Regions from separate parts of the Sus scrofa genome. Here region 1 is linked to region 2. The links are chromatin contacts, called in public Hi-C maps. All regions are on one chromosome and are shown on one strand. The core of a region is the stretch at or near the end of the contact, and the rest is flanking DNA. Distances in the headings are between cores, read along the strand shown. Region 1 overlaps NHLRC2 (NHL repeat containing 2). Region 2 overlaps CASP7 (caspase-7).

Region 1 (5,054 bases), core at 135-2,634, 200 kb after region 2:
CATTTGGGGCTAGCTGTCATGAATTGGAAGTCAGGCTAGTCCACGGGGAGAGTGTTTTTCTCTAGCCAGAGTTAGGCACAAGGAAGTGTAGATGTTGACTAACTGGTTTGATCAGCAGGTCTGTGAGTCCTGATTCAGTATTAATTGTGATTGCCACTCTACCTTCTAAATCCATGGTAAAAATCTCACAGATTCTATTCTGAAGAATTAAAGTGATTTCCCCCCTAAGTATGTTGTTTTCTAAAAATGCATGCCTGCTTTTGGGAGTTCCCATTGTGGCTCGGTGATAACGAACCTGACTAGTATCCATGAGGATAATGCAGATTCCATCCAGTCCCTGGCCTCGCTTAGTGGGTTAAGTATCCAGCGTTGCCGTGAGCTGTGGTGGAGGTTGCAGATGAAGCTCAGATCCTGTGTTGCTGTGAGTGTGGTGTAGGCCAACAGCTGTAGCTCCAGTTCAACCCCTAGCCTGGAAACCTCCATGTGTCACAGATGCAGCCCTAAAACAAAGAAGGGGTGGGGGGGAAGCTTGCTTTTAACTGAAGTAGCTTGGCATAGATTCTAATTTGGTTGTTTTATTATTATCTTTCACATTTCCAGATAGTGTCTGTCAAATGCTTTAGAGCTTTCACTTGCTGTTCATTTTATTTTAATACTATCATTAAACTTGATTTACAAGTTATTAAGCTTGAAACCACAGTTTCTTCTCTAGAGATTCCAAAGGTAGAATTTGAGCTCCATTAACTTGCTTACTACAGGAAAATGGATGCCAAAGCCATTGCCTAAAAGTATGCTGTTCAAGTAGAAGAAAAACCATTGTTGGAGGAGAACATGGAATTGAATATAAATGAATTACTATGCTTAGAATCCAGGCAGAGCCTTTGTCCTCACTCACTAATTTGTGATTCTTTAATCTAAGAACACTTCCTGTTTGAGTCTATTCTCAAAGGTGTTCAGTTACTGTAAATTATGTAAAGATTTAGATGTGCGTTTTCATCACAGTTACAAGTAATCAGTATATTACTTGTCTTCCAGCAGCAGTGCCTTCCAGCTTCTCTAATAGAGTGGACAACAGTTTTAAAGTGACATATTAGTAGTCCGGAGCTAAATTCTGACCTCTTGTCTCCAATAATCTTCCTCTGTCCTAGTGTCCCACGCTCTTTCACATGTTCTCACTCAGTTCTCTGTTTCCTACCCCACTCCCCCTCCCTTGTGGCCTCTCACACACTTTTCTTTCGTATGTTACCCAGATCCCAGTTCTATGCCTTCTTACCTTGTACATTCTCAGGGCAGCAGCTGCAGCTCCCCACTTGGTACCCACACCGAGAGGACAGAGAGTTCTTGGGAGGCTGGCAGATCTTGGCTTAGAGTTTGCTGGCCCTGGAGAGACTGACTGAGCCTGTGGGGAAGTCACCCCCTCCCCTCCACTCAGAGGAGAGGGTTGAGCCCTGCAGCTCAAGGGTGTTTGGAGCTAGCTCTGCGGGGAAGAGAACTCACCCTGACCCTTCAGTCCTCAGTCCTCTGAAGGTTCAGCATACGTCCTCCACCGCCAGTGTATCTGTTCTGCCTGTGTGTTCTCATCTGAAAGCATTGCATCAGCTGGTGATCACTGTTAATTTCTCTGTTTGAAATTAAAGAGCAGTGTATTTGTTTTTTAAAATAGGATACTGACAAGTTAACATGTTTATTTTAAATCTACTTTGCAAACACACAAGTTAATAATGAGTTATTGAAATACAAAATGTGAATAGTATTAAAGGAAAGTGAAGTAGATTCTTGGCCATCTTAACAGTTGTACAAGATATTGGCTCCATTTTTATTGTATAGGGACAAATAAGCTTTCAGGTAAGAATCCTAATGTACGATTTCAAAAATTGTTTTATAGGCTATGTTTGTAAATATGTGACTAAAGGACTTTTTTTTTCTTCTTGGCTAGTTATTTAGAGACAGAAACACTTTTAACATTTTGGTCTGTAGAATCTTAAAGTTGCCAGTAAGTAAATAAATAAATAAATAAATAAGTAGCAGTCCAAAAGCACCGCTAGGCTAGCGTGTTACAGCTTCACAGGTCCCACATGTGATGTATCTAAACAGTGTCTAAGGAAATGTTGTCAGTTTTATTTCTAGAATTGGACATTAAAATAGCGTAATTTATTATTTTCATGTTTTTATCTAAAATATATGGAGTTCCCCAAATAATCTGCTCTCTCTCAAAAAAAAAAAAATCAAACATTAAAACATACTTCTCAATCCATAAATAAGCAAAGAAGGCCAGAGAATTTTTGAAGAATTGTTTAAAAAGCTCTGCACTTAACTTTAGATGCTTACCTTTCACATTGTCCTTACTCTTATTTGATATATTTTTCTCAAATTTAATTTTTCACTCACCAGAATATCAGAAGCAACAAACTAAAGGAGAGATGGAGAGGACCAGTAGAGGCAGGTGCTCTAGTCTGTTGATGCATCCTGAGATCAAAAGAAAGAAAAGCTAAAAAGTAGACATAAAATTTCACCACTACTCCATAGATGGTCCATTTTTGTGGCCCCAAGTCATTGATAAGTCATTCTGTTATGCTCAGTGTATTCTGTTTAAGAAGGCAGGAGAGCATGTCCTGTGTTTCCCAAATGCTGGCTCTTAATATCTAACCCCCCTCTAACGCTTAGTGTCAGTGTATGTGTTTTTCAGTATGACACACATGTTGCTTCTGAGAGAGGGCCCTGGGTGAGTAAAAACATTTTAAAAACTTTAATACTAGAAGGTTTAACAATTTTTAGTGGTTTTTATACTTCGTTATATAGATAAGTGTGTATTTAAGTCTCATAAGAGTTTTATGTGTTAAAACGAGGTGGACAGACTCTTAGATTTTTTACATTGAGTCCATTGGAATAATGTATATACATTGTTACTTTTTTCTAAAAAAAAAAGTGCCTTTTTTTTATTATCATTACCTTTGGATATTCGATAATTCATCATTGTCTTAACTTGAAAGTCACTGCAGTTACACATACATTTGTATTCCCTAGATTATTTTGGAGTTTGCATATTAAATTCCTAGACATTTTTATCTGTTTTCTTTTCTTTTTTTTTGGCTGCGTAATGACATGTGGAAGTTCCCTGCCAGGTGTTGAAACTGTGCCACAACAGCAACCTCAGCCACTGCAGTAACAACACCAAATCCTTAACCTGCTATGCCACCAGGGAACTCCAAAAATGATGTTTTCTAAAGTGTCCTGTTTATTTCTAGAACTTATTAATAGGTTTCTTTTTAACTCTGTAACCACATTTTAAATCTATAACTATTATTTTCAATATTCACCTTGATTTCAGTAGGAATCAATATATAATTTATTTTTCAGTGTTCAGAGGAAGAATTTTAATTTGCTATCAAGATGATTAGACTGGAAACTTCTCACATCTTATTTGTTTATGTCCTTCCCAGAGAGCACAATGCCTGGCACTCAGAGGCTTTCAGTAAACCTTTGTTGATTGAATGAATCTAATCTTTGTAAGGTTTGTTTGATTTCATACTTGTCTTCTTATATAGTCCTAATAATTTACATTTTTATCTTCTAGGCAATGAATGGCTTCTTCAAGGACAGATACCATCTGGAGAGATAGAGAGCATTTCCAATCAACCAACAATCTCACTGCAGATTCCTGGAGACTGTGTATCTCTCGAAGTCGTTCTGTCTATCAGCGTGTTTCTTTATTACTGTAGCACAGACAGCAGTGCCTGTATGATGAAGGGAATTTTGTTCAGTCAGCCTTTACAAATAACCAATACACAACAAAGCTACATAGCACCAGTAGAACTCAAGTACATATTTTAGCAGGCTGGCACGCAGCCCAGTGCCACCTGTTCTCCAGTCCCCACCATCACTGTAATTTCCACCTCTGGATACCCAGAAACCCATTGTTTAGTTCTAGTAACTGGTATGAAAATGCAGCTATGCTCCTTATTTAATTATTTATTATAAAGAATGTCCTTCATTCTTGGCTGTGTACCAGCTAAATCTTTGACCATGATTTGAACCGTGATTCTGTAATCTATGCTGCTATTTGGCACAAGACTTAAGTCCACGTTATAGGACAAAATATTATCGGTTAGGAGATAATTTGCAGTGAATACTGATAATAATGATACCAAATATTTTAACTCTTTGTACCTTTATTAATATCAAGCAGCATATCTGAATATGTAAATTTCACAGTAGCTTTAAACAACAGAACTTAAGCTCCAGTACGTGTGTTGGTATAAGGACACCTCCCATTCAAGGCATAGATCTGTTTTAAGCCAAAAAGTCTTTTCATCATAATAGAAATTTAAAGAGTAGCTACGTGATAAATATGTTCTTTGTTCTCTTCTGCAGTTTTCTCATTTGAGATGTATTTAAAAGAGAATTTCAACCTATTTTTGTTATAAATTATTTGCTATTTTAATGGTATGTTAAAATTACTAATTTCACCATTACTAATGATGGTGTGTTAAATATTCTATATATTTCTATACAGAAAAAGTTAGAGTCTCTAAGCACATACAGACTCACTCTTTTAACCTTTCTGAATGAACACAATCTTACCAGATAATGAAATGGATCCACAAAAATATGACTTTCAAGAAGAAAAGGACTTAGGGACAAACACATTATTGTCTGTGATGCTACTTAATGATAAAGAATTAATTGTGACAGCTGAATCTGATGTAAATGGACATGTATATTGTCTTAGAGATTTAAGTTTTAATTGAAGCATTAAATTTATATTCATTGGATTTTTGGGGTTTTGGGCTTCCATATTCAGCATTTAAATTATAATCATTTATTATGTTTTGAAAAATCACAGTTAAGCCTTCAAAATGAAAATTTCAATGTGAAGCACTTTCATGCTATTACCATGTATAGTACACCTTAAAATATTAAGGCTGAAATATACAGCGATTTGATGACACTGTTTGGTGGGGGTTTTTTTAATCTTAAGAGAAATAATCACCAGAAGATATTGAAAGTTTTTTTTTTAAATCATCATTTCTCTTATAGCTATTTTAAAAGCCTTT
Region 2 (4,828 bases), core at 78-2,577:
AGGACTCTGTAGCCACCTTCACATGCCAGGCGCTGTGTTTGGCCCTGGGGCTGCAGCCAGGAACAGGAGCAACAAGATCAGTGTGGTCTCTGACCCAGACACTCACATCCCGCTGCGGAAGGCAGACGTGGAACTGGTGTTTGAGGAATGATGGTGCCGGGAAGGGACAGAGCAGAGATGCAGGGAGATGGCCCCAGGGAGATTGCAGAAGGGGTTATCCACAGTTCACCTGAAGGAGTTGGAATCAATCCTAATAAGGACGGGGAAGTCACTAAAGGACTTAAGCGGTCGAGTGACTCGATCACTTATACCTACGGATGCCCACCAGGACAGCCGAGCTGCCCCGTGAAGGGGAAAGTGCTGACGAGTGGCTGGGTGGAGAGCGGAAGTGGGTTAGGAGGCTGTTGCGCGTCCCAGGCCAGAATGGATGAAGTAGATGGAGCAGGGCTGGGGCCACTGGAAGGGAGCAGCTGGACCACAGAGGTGCCAGGGAGGTAGAAGCTGCCAGACGTTTGACCAAGTGGAAGGAGGGGCTGGCGAAGGAATTGAGGAAAGTGGGACCTGGACCACGGGGAAGGGTTGCAGTCACGAGTGCCCACTGCGCCCTCTTGCTGTGCAAAGGGGTAATACAGTTTATATTTCTAGTGTCACAATGACAGAACTGCCCCAGCATTGGCTGCCTTTCCGTGTTCCCCTGACTACCTGCGGCCTCTGTTCTCTCTGCTTTGTTGTTGGAGAACTAGAGAGCAACTTGGATGGCATCAGGGACCTCTTGTATGATGGGGTGAGACTAAGTGTGACTTGAACAGAGGGAGCGCCCCTTATCACACGTGGCGTGCGGACACTCTGAACTTATCCTCTGTGCCTTCTGGATTCTAACTGGGATCATTATTCTGTAACTAACTGGGGTCATCTGAAAACAGCACTAGCCCTTGGTTGTTTCCCGCAAATCCGGCAGGTGCCATAGCCCCTCATGTGCTCCCCTCTGTGGTGTGTGGGGAGCTTTGCACCCCTTGCGGCCGAGGTGTGGGTGCAGCCTGGCTGCTCTGGGTGCTCCCTGCAGCTGACGGCCCGCACCTTCCCCCTCCCGTCCCATCCCCAGCTCCCTTCTCTAGGGTGTCAGAATTGCAGGGACATAATTGCAGTTGAGGGGCAATAGCACCCCCACCTGACTCTAACTAAGGACTCTCAATCTCCCCCTAGAAACCTCAAGGATTCTGGGAAAAGAAAAGACCCCTTCCACCCCCACCCCCACTGCAGCCTCCAAAGCGTGGGTGGGACTCAACAGTCCTAGGTACTCCCAGGCCCTGAGACTTGTCTTGGCTTTTTTGTTTCACTGCCACTAGATGGCAGGACAGCATCATTTTATATCCATCTCACTGAGCTCAATAAACCAGACTTCCTTAATTCACCATTCTTAAAAAACAAAAATTTATTAAAATGTCTTCTACTTATCTGATTATTGAAGAACCCTTGGAAAACACAGAAAACCACAAAGGAAAAACATATTTAGCATGTAAATTTAAAATTAATCAAGTGTTTAGACTATAAAAAATGACTTAGAAGAAATAAGTACAGTCTGCCCCCTGTATCCGTGGGCTCCGTATCTGTGGATTCAACCAATGGCAGATCGAAAATGTTAGGAGAAAAAAATACCAGACAGTTCCAAAAAGCAAAACTTGGGTTTGCTGAGTGCTGGCAACTATTCGTATAGCATTTATATTGTTTGAGGCAGTAGAAGTAATCTAGAGAGAATTTAAAGTCTGAAGGAGGATGTGCATAGGTTCTATGCAAATACTACTCCATTTAAATATGGGACTTGAGCATCCGTGGATTTTGGTATCCTCAGGAGTCCTGGAACTGATCCCCCTCAGTACAAAGGGACACTTGTGTGTGCCCAGTCTGTGTCCATCATGAGCCATAGTTTATGAGGCCTCATGTTGTATGAGAACTTGAAGAAGGATGCCTCTCATTGTAAAGGTAGCCCTGCAGCTAGCCCAGGTTACCTGCCACCCAAGGTAACGATGTGGTCCCTGCCCTTGATATAAACTCAAGTTCTTAGTGAATGTCTAGGAAAATAGCTAAGAACAGGAAATAACTGATTGCCAAACTATGGAGTATGAGGAGTTATGGGAGGCTGGGAGAGGAAGGGCGAGGGGGGCTAGAGGAGGAGTTGGGACTTGTCAGAGAAAAGGCAGTGGGGTGATCAGGGGACTGGAAGAGCCTGCCTGCTGGGGCTGGAGCCACCAGGGGCATGATGGTCAGGCTGGCCCACACTGCACAGGTCTGGGAAGTGGGGGAGCCCTAGGGCCATGTGAATTTGATGCTGGTGGCACCACTGGGAGCTGTTGCAGGTACAAGACCAAGCCCTGCCGCGTAGCCTGGGAGATATCCCCTCCCGGGAACACTTCAGCTATGAAATTAAAGGCCGTTTCTGAGCTCTGCTCAAGGTCACTGTTAAAGGAAATAAAAAAGAAAGTAGCAAACAGATTGCACAGGCTCTCAAATTTCCCCAGGGCCTTGGTGGAGCCTCAGGTGCCCCTGCTGAGGGATGTGTTTATCCTTCCAGCTCCCAACTGAAGAGGGTGGGAGAAAAGGCTTGTTTTCAAAACTTGGTAAACTCCCTACTTTTGAGCCTCAGGCTCAGATCCCTTGGGGTTTCTCCTCTGTATCATCTTCGTGTTCCAACCTTTGTCCTCCTGGCATGTGTTTCATAAATGCCACTTGGTTGTAATTCTTCTTTCTCCTGGACTGCAAATTGAGTTGCTCCACCAGTAAGTGTTATAATCAGGTCCTTATGTAAAAGACAAAAAACCCAAAACATGGTATTTGTGTAATTACAAGAAAGATCGAGGAAGTTCCCTCATGGTGCCGCAGGTTAAGGACCTGGCAGCAGCTTAAGTCATTGTAGCTGCTCGAGTTGTTGCTATGACACAGTATTCTATCCCTGGCCTGGGAACTTCCACATTTTGTAGGTGTGGCCAAAAAGAAAAAAAGACTGGGAATAGTGTTTCAGAAGAAACCATGCTTTGGAAGCAGAGAAAAGAACAAAGAAAGCAGACCTTACCTCATTCCAAAGACTGTGTCCCAAATTAAGGGAAAGCTTTTCTCTCACACTTGTTAATTTCAAGAGGCCAGGTCTGAGCCCTCTAAAAGCAAACAAACCTTAAAACATACCCAGGGGCTTGACTTTTCAATAAAGGAAGACTTCAGATTCAGACTCCAGGATACTGATTGTCTGTATGCAAATTTGTATATAAAGCGTAATAAAGACTTAATGCTGTATTTGAAGCAGTGATGATACTACTTAAAATGACAGCCGTGTAGTTCCAGTTGTGGCACAGTGGAAACGAATCTGACTAGTAACCATGAGGTTGTGGGTTCAATCCCTGGCCTCATTCAGTGGGTTAAGGATCCAGCGTTGCCATGAGCTGTAGTATAGGTCGCAGACACGGCTCAGATCCTGCATGGCTGTGGCTGTGGCTGTGGCTGGTGGCTGCAGCTCCAGTTTGACCCCTAGCCTGGGAACCTCCATGTGCCATGGGTTTGGCTGTAAAAAGCCAAAAAAAAAAAAGAGATAGCTGTGCTGGTGTGGAGTTGGACAACCCAGGTTCAGATCCTGGCCCTGCTTCCCCCTTTCTAATTGAACAAGCAGAGCAAAGGTTATGGCCTTTCTGAGCTTGGTTTCCTCATTTCCATGATTGGAATATGAATACCTATCCACTCAGTTGTTTGTGAGAATTAAAGTACCTGATGAGAAAGAAATCATAGAATCAATTTCAAACCAGGAGACTCCTTAAAATGTCGTTTGTCCAATTCTCATTTGTAGCAATCAAAGTTGAGACCAGGAGTACCCCATTGTGGCTCAGCATTAATGAACCTGACTAGTATCCATGAGGTTGTGGGTTCAATCCCTGGCCTCGCTCAGTTGGTTAAGGATCCAGTGTTGCCATGACCTGTGGTATAGGTTGAAGAGGTGGCTCAGATCTGGCATTGCTGTGGCTGTGGCATAGGCCAGCAGCTACAGCTCCAATTCACCCCCCAGCCTGGGAACTTCCATATGCCGTGGGTGCAGCCCTAAAAAGACCAAAAAAAAAAAAAAAAAGAAGAAGAAGAAGGAAAAGAAAGAAAGTTGAGACCAGAGAGGTCAAGTTTTCTACCCACTGTCACCCAGCAGGACCAAGACCCAGGTCTGATGTGGGGTCCAGTGCTCCCTCCCCTCATATCAAGTGCCACCCACAGCTGCAGTGACATCAAGCTGTTCAATCACATTAATCCACCAGCAGAGCATTTTTTTCTTCCACCCAAGTGGGTCAGCAAATTTAATTCTTCATTGAAACTGCTCCCTTTCTGCTTCACTTCAGCCGAGGGATGGTATACAGACAGCATTTCAACAGGGCTAGCGATGGGCTTTCTGATACAGAGCGTCACGTGCCCATTTCAGGAGCAGCAAGCCACGCCTCTAAAGCATGGCCAAGGGGTCTAGAGACTTGGAAGCCGTCACTTCTACATGCACAGAATACCTCTCATTATTTTAGATTATTGCTCTTCAAGAGGGAGAGACTAAGCTCTAGGATTGACAGGAAAAGTGAGGAAGGGAGATCAATGTCAGGTTTTCACAGGAATAGACTGAAAGCACCATTCGTACAGAATTAAGCCCAGTAACAGAAAAGACCTGTGAAAATAAGCCCTGTTGCTTCTCCACGAACACATCATCACAAGTACGAAACGTGCATTATAACCTTGCGTGTTCCAACCCCAAGCTTGCTGGTGCTGAAGGCCTTCTGTCTGGCACACATCCATCAGCGTGTGTTTGTATACTGCTTGG

What was found. A called contact is a pair of places that touch in the nucleus more often than the background predicts.
Region 1: a contact with region 2 is called in a Hi-C map of alveolar macrophages, with 1.8 times the contacts expected there. The contact joins two enhancer-like sites. A contact is called at or near these places in 4 of 47 Hi-C or Micro-C datasets (alveolar macrophages, embryonic fibroblasts, epiblast stem cells and 1 more).

What each region holds. Positions count from the first base shown.
Region 1 is chr14:124,231,442-124,236,495 of Sscrofa11.1, forward strand. It overlaps NHLRC2 (NHL repeat containing 2), which reads left to right. Exons shown (of 11, transcript NM_001243561.1): 11 at 3,575-4,059. The coding sequence ends at 3,831. Among named protein-coding and RNA genes, the nearest start is that of NHLRC2, 71 kb to the left of the region's middle. Within about 2 kb of position 1,385, at least 13 of the 83 cell types and tissues checked have an H3K27ac peak or open chromatin away from gene starts, as enhancers often do. A contact at or near this core is called in alveolar macrophages, where this site is marked.
Region 2 is chr14:124,030,339-124,035,166 of Sscrofa11.1, forward strand. The region is part of intron 2 of CASP7 (caspase-7); the gene reads left to right. Among named protein-coding and RNA genes, the nearest start is that of CASP7, 15 kb to the left of the region's middle. Within about 2 kb of position 1,328, at least 21 of the 83 cell types and tissues checked have an H3K27ac peak or open chromatin away from gene starts, as enhancers often do. A contact at or near this core is called in alveolar macrophages, where this site is marked.